3 separate regions of the Sus scrofa genome follow, and all the other regions are linked to region 2. A link is a contact called in public Hi-C data. All regions are on one chromosome and are shown on one strand. Each heading gives the region's core, a stretch centred on a gene start, on an enhancer-like site or on the middle of the called end of the contact. The rest is flanking DNA. Distances are from core to core; before and after follow the strand shown. Region 1 has its middle 190 kb from the start of IRS1. Region 2 has its middle 430 kb from the start of IRS1. Region 3 has its middle 250 kb from the start of IRS1.

Region 1 (2,700 bases), core at 155-2,654, 240 kb before region 2:
CTCCCCATATTGGAGGTTCATTTTAGAAGTTAGCATTTGGGTAAAAGTAGATCCAGAAAAGACCTGGACTGAAACTGATGGTTAATTAACATGGGTCAGAGATGGAGGCAAAGCCTTTCAGGACTTTCTGTCTCCTCATTCGGTGAAGAGAATGAGAGTATTTTGTTTGTAGGAAGACAGGTGGATCTTGGCAGGCAGAAATGCAGAGTTGCTTTTATTGTTGTATGGAAGTTCTAGCAACGGTAGAAGACTAGAAGACGTACATGGCTGTGGGATCCAAAGGTGAGGATGCTACCAGATTTTAGCTATGGTCTCTTGGCTCTCGACCCACAGTTTTAAACTCTATGGAGTGGTGCTGGGGTAGACTGTACAAGCCTTCTTTCTGCTTTGCTAGCTGGCTCCCCATGGTGCTGCTTACTGGGAATACCCAAGAGAGGTTGCAAGACTGGAGGAAAAAGAAGGGAATGCTTCTTCTTGTATGTTTCTAGTTCCTGCAAGGGGGACCTTAGCGATGGTTTTTAATTTCAGAAATGGCAAGGTTTTCCTATAGCAGCAGGTAAGCACATCTTGCAGGTTTTCCAACAATGTGGAACCAACCTCCTTTACGCCTTAGGAATAAGAGTGCTTGATGGGTCATGACTTTTCCTCAGAGGTCTGGGTCCCTTCTATAAGGCTCCTTGCCAAGATCCTAGAAGTTTAATAATTTTATTTCAGAATCCCAGACCTTGTTCTCTCAGCCCTCCCTGCTTTCTGTGGTCGCAACCTCTGTGATACTTTAGTGTTCTCTTTCTGGCTGTTCATTTATGTAGGTAGATGAAGAGTATCAAGGAGATGAGATTCATTTGAAAATATGAGTATCATCTTTTGGGTCTCTCAGTTTCCATAGCTGCAAAGGAGCCAGCTCCCTGTAATGTTACCAATAAACATCTCGTCTCGAGACAGAGGTGATTGATACATTTTTTGGTTGAAGTCATTGCTTATCTACTTCACTTTTGTACTAAACTCTCTCTGCTCAAGTAGCCTTGAGTTAACTATCTCCTGATCAGACCCCAACTGATACAGTGGTTAGTAAGACTCCTCTTGGTAGAGACAGATCAGTCTTGGACAGAGCAATCCCCAATTCTGGTCCCACGACCTATGATTAAATAACTCTGAGTGCACAGATGAGTGACATGGTGTTTTTGTAGAGTCCTCTGGAATAAATGAGGAGAATGGCATGTGCTCTGGCCTGTCCATAAGGTTGGGGTGGGAACTGAATACAATACAGTAGTGTATAGGGCTATGCGAGGTCAGTTGAAGGGAGCCATACCTGTTTCCGGGGTGATGATCACAACACCTGAAGACAGTCAAAAGAAGGACTCGGCCTCGTGTATCTCACTAAGAGAGGTTTATTGGTAACTTTTCAGGTAGCTGGCTCCTTTGCAGCTGATGGAAACTGGAGAGGACCAAGAGGTCCCTACATGAGTCTCAGTGCTTTTTTTAGATAGAAAATCTCTACTCAGGTTTCCAAATGAATCTCATCTCTTCCCAATTGCTACTTCCAAATGTTACCCATGTTCTATTTTAGTCTTGCCCAGTTATGAGAAAAATGTCAACATTATTATTATTATTGTTGCTATTTCGCTTTTCTATTTTAGATCAGATTTGGTCCTCTTATGCTATAAAGCATGCTGGATTTTCTTGCTCTAGAGCCTGGACTCTAGAATTCCATTTCTGCTTCTTACTAACTTTAAGCCAGTTATTTTACCCTTCCTGTTCTCAATTCCCTCATCTGCTAGTTGGAAAATGTTTTGTACTATCTGTCTCACAGGGTTTTTATATCTCACATAAAAGTGCTTTGTAAATTCAAAAATGTTGTAAGGGATATTACTATTATTTTTGGTAGCGTTTGTGGTAGTAGGAATTTAGAATTGTTTAAAAAGGATCCTGTAAGCAGTGTCTGGAAATAGCACCTTATAAATTAGCATTAAAATTTGCTGTTTTAAATGCTTTCCATTGATGCACATTAAATATATGCTGGTAAAATACACAATATTGAATTTCAACAAAGCATCAGTTTCTGGAATAAGATCACACACTTCAGCATATTTCCAGGCAGTTCTGATCTCATGAGTTTGTCCTAAGATGGCAACCATTTGCTCGTGTCTGAAAGAGTGATTACATAGAAGAAACACACATTGTGAAAGGAAAGAGTGACAAACGAAGACTCAAAGATTCCAGAACCAGAACAACTGATTCCAAGGTTTTAACTATCAGCGACATACACTCTCGAAGCAACAGGCATGATCGAGCTGTTGAACAGTAGTAAGGAAAATACCACAGACCAAATTATTTCTCTGATAGTCTCCAAAATAAATATCCACCAACCAAGGCTTTCTTGCCGTTAATGTTTTTCTTTTGGCTACTGTTTTAAGCTACTCCCAGGCACAAGAGAAAAATAGAGATGGAGTCTGCAGAATTCATGCTAAGAAGCGGTAAAGGCTCATTACGTACGTATTAATTCATACAAGATCAGCTATGTCTGACTTGCGTCGGCTGTCTATATTGATTGGACTCATTGTATAATTGCTAACCATTTGAATGATGGAAGGCACAGTGCTCTTAAGCAGCAAGAGACACAAATTGCCTGTATGTATGTGTTGCTTTCCTTTCCACTGTAAAACTAATCTGACTTAATAAGACAATCGAACCGACGCCTGC
Region 2 (2,700 bases), core at 151-2,650:
GTTACTTGTGTTTGGGAAAGCATGTATCTGCATTTGTTTACTTACTTAGTGGAAGATCCACTATAAAATGGGGACAAAGATGCACTGGGTAGACAGGAAATTTTTAAATAAGTACTTATGAAAAAACTACTTTAGGAAAAGCAAGGGGTTTTTTTTCTGTAAAATATTTTATTATTTTATCAATATAAATTTTGATAACACATAATCCTACATAAACAGAAGTAAAAAGGAAACAAAATTTCCTTTCCCCTCTCCAGTGAAAAGCCTTCTACTTGGTACCTACTTCGTTTAGGATGCCACAAAATGATGGTGTGTCAATGTCCCAAATTACTCTGGACAGAACTGAGATGAAAGCCTGGACAAGTATCAGAGATAACATCACCAGCAGGATAACTTTATATTATAACCAAGTGTCCTCACTTCCTTATACATTATGTTTTCATAAGAATTCTTTTTTCTTTTTTCTTTTTTTTCATTTTACAGCCACACCTGTGGAATATGGAAGTACCCAGGCTAAAGATCTAATGGGAGCTGCAGTTGAGACCTACCCCACAGCTACAGCAATGCGGGACCAGAATCGCATCTGCAACCTAGCTGCAGCTTGCAGGAATGCTGAACCCTTTATCCATGGAGGAAGGCCAGGCATCGAACCTGCATCCTCATGGATACTATGTCAGGTTCTTAACCCAGTGAGCCACGAGAGGAACTCCTCATTAGAATTATTAATAGAAATAACAATTGAAGGCGATGACTGCCAAGCTGCTGTCTTCAAGAACACCTGGTCTTGGATTCTGTCATGGATCTGACATTTACAGCATTGCTCACAGCACACGTTCATCCATTCCACTAGTTTACATTTCTAGAGCATATTTAGTGTCATAAGGATCTTTCATGTGCATCATGATATTTTACAGCTTTGGAGTACTTTAGCACTTATGAAACATTCTGCTTCATGATGGAATTTGAGTTTTACAACAATCTTGGTGTTTTAAAGAGGGGGCCCACTGAAGACCTGTGATTTCAGCCCATGGTCACAGGTAAGAGATAATCCAGTCTTCTAATGAGACTTCATTTGAATCCAGGGCTTCTGATTTCTTTTCTCATGGAAAACCACCAACCTGTACCCAAACAAACAAACAAACAAACATACAAACAAACAAAAAACCTTGCAGGTTTGTTCAAAGAGGGGACAGTGAGCAGAATCTGAAAAGAAGAGAAGTCATGACGTAAAAGCCCTCCACACTTGGTGCAGCCCTTACTTAGGGTAGTCGTGTTGCCCTTTTCCGAATTAAGTTATTCCAGCTACATGAAATGCAACAAGATGACACCAGCAGGGCATTGACTTGATTTAGAACTGAGCCGCACACCTGTTCTTCTAAATATAAACAAATTTGCAACCTGAACCATTGGCAGTTGCTGGAGGGTAAGCAAATGGAAGCCTGGGCTGGTGCCTGCCTGCAGCCTGGCTCTGGACTTACCAATGCACAAGGGCCAAGTAAGCATCATGCCAGGCAGAATAGCTGGTATGGCAATCTGGTGGTCACAGTGACCTTTTATCTCACCAGGGAGATTATAATTATTAGCTTTATTATCCTTATTGTTATTTTTAAATGTGCTTAGTTTGCTCTTGCGGCTCAGCTTGTACCCAGCTTGTTGAGCATTCCGGGTCCTCTTGGTTTCTATGTGTGAAAGTTTCCTAACTTGCTGTGTTTGGAGAAAGCTCATCCTAAAAGAAATTGTTTGCTACACTCCAGAACATAAAATTAAATCTATAATGTATTTTCATTTTCTGTGTGAAACTCTGTCCAGGTTCTAGAGTTCCTGGCTATTCAAAGTATGTGATGACTTCTTGATACTACGATGTCTCTTTCCATTCTCACTCAGAGGGAAAGAAACCACACGGGGGTCCTTGGAAACATTCCACATTATCTTTAACTGATGGGATACTCCAGAGGTGATGCAAATGTAAGTAGCCCCGTGGCAGGCATGCTATGGTGAGGATGACGGAGTTGTACAAACTTGAGAGACTTGATTGATCTGATTGGCCAAAGCTCTTAATATGGTCAGATTATGATAATCAGTTGGTTCTCAAAGCTATTTATTTATAGAATGAGCAGAGAAGTCTCTCAATTTTCTTTCAAAATAATTGTTGGAGTTCCTGTCATGGCTAAGTGAAAAAGAATCTGACTAGCATCCATAAGGACGCAGGTTCAATCCCTGGCCTTGCTCAGTGGGTTAAGGATCCAGCATTGCCATGAGCTGTGGTATAGGTCACAGACACTGCTTGGATCTGGCGTTGCTGTGGCTGTGGTATAGGCTGGCAGCTGCAGCTCCAATTCGACTCACAGCCTGGGCACCTCCATGTGCCGGGGGTGTGGCCCTAAGAAGACCAAAAAAAAAAAAAAAATTCCTATGCAATTGCAAAAAATTTGCATGTTGAAAATTTTGAATAGGCATAAAAGCACCTCAAAATAAAACCATTGCCATCTTTTGATTTGCTTATATGTTCCCCCAATGCCAACCTGGTAATTTGATGAATTCTACTAAAATATCTCCTAGCGTGAATAAATATATTGAATTCTTGGGGTAAATCCTAATTGTGTACGGTGAGGTGTTACATATTTAGATGTAGAGATCAATGTATAAATGTAGATTGATCTAGCTGAGATGGTGACAGAGCTGTAATTCAATTCTCCCTTT
Region 3 (2,700 bases), core at 144-2,643, 180 kb before region 2:
TTTCACTTTGAAAATCTCCCAGTTATATATTCTGATAATACTTGTATTCAGATGCTCTCAAGGTGAATGTGTTGATGTGAAAATATCTACTGTATCAAAATGGCATGAAAAAATATTCCCACACTTTCCTCTGCACAATGACTCCACTTCGATTAAATAAAACCTCCCTTGATTTCTGAAACAAACTTTTGTTTAGTGTCCTTGCAATGGATTCCATTGCTCTCAAACTTTCCCAACACACTTTCCCTAGTGCTATGCTAGCATTTTCAAGTATGATTCTCATTCTGTGTGGATGTTCAGGGGTGTAATTACTTTTGTTGGCGACACAGGGGACATGCAGAAGTTTCTGGGCCAGGGATAGAGCCTGAGCCACACAGTGACATTGTGGGATACTTAACCTGCTGAGCCATATGGGAACTCTAAGCATTGTAATTTTTGCACAGCTTCAGTTCTGTACCTGGCACATCACAAGCGCTCAGGGATTGTTTATCCTTTCCCGTTTCTGCATCTTTCCTAAAGCCCAAACACCTTAGCCTGTTTTTGAAGATGGATGCTCAATCTGTTTAAAATCTCTCTACCATACTAGTTTTTCTTTCTATTTTTGCATTCCTTACCCTAGAAAATCTGCTCACCACCTTAGCACACTTTCCTCTTACGCTGCTTTTCTCGAGCAGGTGGCTCCTTCCAGCTTGTCTTCCTCCTCATCTTTGTGGATGTGACTCTCTTCTGTTCTGTGCACCTGACTTCAGTGCCACCTCCCCAAAGAAAACTTCTCTTATCTTCTAAACAAATGTGAGGCATATCTTCTGATAACCAGTTAGAATTTTTTTTTCACTATGGTGGAACTTGGCACATTTTGCCTTTGCTTCTATTAGAACATCTAAGTTTTCTAAGGCTGAGGATTATTCTTAAAAACTTCGGAAATCTGAACATGCCTGGCACAGTTCTTTAAAATGTTAGGTGTTCACTATTTGCTGCCCAACTGTATGAAAACCAGAGGTGACAAGATGTTTCTGTAGAGACCAACCTGATAAGAATTGTGGTCCTGCTGTGGGATTCAGGTCTCATCCCAGTGATGGGAGAGATGTTATTGGCAAAAAATTAGAGATCACTAAAAAGGTAAATCTTTCTTGCAAATACTTCAAGACCCTCTATTTTTCTCCTCCCAAATACTTTCCTTATTAGCTATGCATTTGGAAAACTTTAAATGTATTGTATTCTCATCTCTGTGTATATATTTTCCTCCTTCTTTGTGAAGTTCACATTCAGAATTTTAGAGAGATGGGCTGGCAGTGGGAGAAGTTTCTTCCTGCAGGAAGGTTTGACATTGACCTTGCAATATTCCTGGTTGACACGTGCTTAAAGATAGCAGTGTTTCTAACCACTGAACACGTGTCTGCTGTCCATTTGCTAAAAATACTCCTGACTTTTCTATTAGTCAGAGGCCTATTTTAAACTTTCTGGTTTTTATTGAAATGAAGTTTCTCTGTTTAGCAGATCAATGTTCAATGTCCGGCGCAATCAGTTTGTTGTATTTTTGTCCAAAGTTGGTGCAAGTTAGTCTCTGTATCATGAGGCTTTTAAAAATTTCTTGGCTTCTCATCGATTACACATTTTCAAAGATCAAACAGCATTTTTTTGTATTAAAAAAAAAGAGGCAAGCATAGCCAGACTTTTGGAAAGCTCTGGGACAATTTACTTGACCTTGTTACACCCTTAATAGTGATATGCTGCCATTAAGATGTTACAGTATGCTTTAACTATTTCCATTATGACCTAATACATTACTAATTATTTATCCTTAATCCAGGACATGATTTTGTTATCTATCAGTTTAAATAAGAGTAGAGAGTAAGAATGTCAAAATTATCTCACCAGATCAAATAATTATTAAAAGACCATCAGAGGGTAAGAATGAAGTTACTTATATGTGCCTGAGTTTGTGATAAGCAGGGAATAGGGTTGAGTAAGGGGGTAACAACAACAAAAAAAAGCTTTGTTATTTGGCTTTAGTCATTTCTAGCCATATGAACTTTTCAGGTACCTACAGAGAAATTTACATGCACTTGCTCTTTTTCCTGGCGAAGTAGGTATTTCTAGTCTGATGAGAAGAATGACATATGAGAACTTTGCAGATTTGAACAACTTTTCGAGATTTCTAATCCACTTTTACAGGTAGTAATTTTTTCAAGCTTCAGACTCTTGGAAATTTCCCTCCCCCAAAGAATGTAACCATACTACTAAAATGGCCATTTTCTCCTTAAGTACAAACCAGTCTGTAGACTGTGGTACTAGAGACAGTTTGGTTATTTTCCCTCTGTTAATTAACACATAGAAATCAATTAGGTTTGCTTCTGTAATTTTCATTTAAAATAGAGCATTAAATTTAACAGATGATCAATCTCATTACTTTCACTAAGAGCTTTCTTGTAGCTAGTAGCTGGCCACCTGCTTGCGAGCATTTTTAGATGGAGTCTCATGCGTCTGTTTCCAAAAGCAGATCCCAACACCATCTGTATCTGAATCACCTGAGATGCTCATTAAGGATGCACGTCACTGGTCCTCAGGAAGGTCTACTGAGTATGACCAGGGAATATTAACCTCAATGAGCACTCTTAGTGATTCTGATGTACAGCAGTGTTTGAGAAATAACAGATGAGATGCTTTCAGGCAACCAAGATAGATTCACATGACAATGAA

What was found. Hi-C and Micro-C count contacts between places; a contact is called where the count stands out from the background.
Region 1: a contact with region 2 is called in a Hi-C map of skeletal muscle, with 10 times the contacts expected there. The contact joins two enhancer-like sites. A contact is called at or near these places in 3 of 47 Hi-C or Micro-C datasets (psoas muscle and skeletal muscle) and 1 of 2 datasets of contacts at active chromatin or transcription factors (skeletal muscle).
Region 3: a contact with region 2 is called in a Hi-C map of skeletal muscle, with 2.8 times the contacts expected there. The contact joins two enhancer-like sites. A contact is called at or near these places in 2 of 47 Hi-C or Micro-C datasets (heart right ventricle and skeletal muscle).

Annotation. Positions count from the first base shown.
Region 1 is chr15:128,113,870-128,116,569 of Sscrofa11.1, reverse strand. No RefSeq gene overlaps it. Among named protein-coding and RNA genes, the nearest start is that of IRS1, 190 kb to the left of the region's middle. Within about 2 kb of position 1,404, at least 2 of the 83 cell types and tissues checked have an H3K27ac peak or open chromatin away from gene starts, as enhancers often do. A contact at or near this core is called in skeletal muscle, where this site is marked.
Region 2 is chr15:127,878,636-127,881,335 of Sscrofa11.1, reverse strand. No RefSeq gene overlaps it. Among named protein-coding and RNA genes, the nearest start is that of IRS1, 430 kb to the left of the region's middle. Within about 2 kb of position 1,400, at least 3 of the 83 cell types and tissues checked have an H3K27ac peak or open chromatin away from gene starts, as enhancers often do. A contact at or near this core is called in skeletal muscle, where this site is marked.
Region 3 is chr15:128,054,779-128,057,478 of Sscrofa11.1, reverse strand. No RefSeq gene overlaps it. Among named protein-coding and RNA genes, the nearest start is that of IRS1, 250 kb to the left of the region's middle. Within about 2 kb of position 1,393, at least 2 of the 83 cell types and tissues checked have an H3K27ac peak or open chromatin away from gene starts, as enhancers often do. A contact at or near this core is called in skeletal muscle, where this site is marked.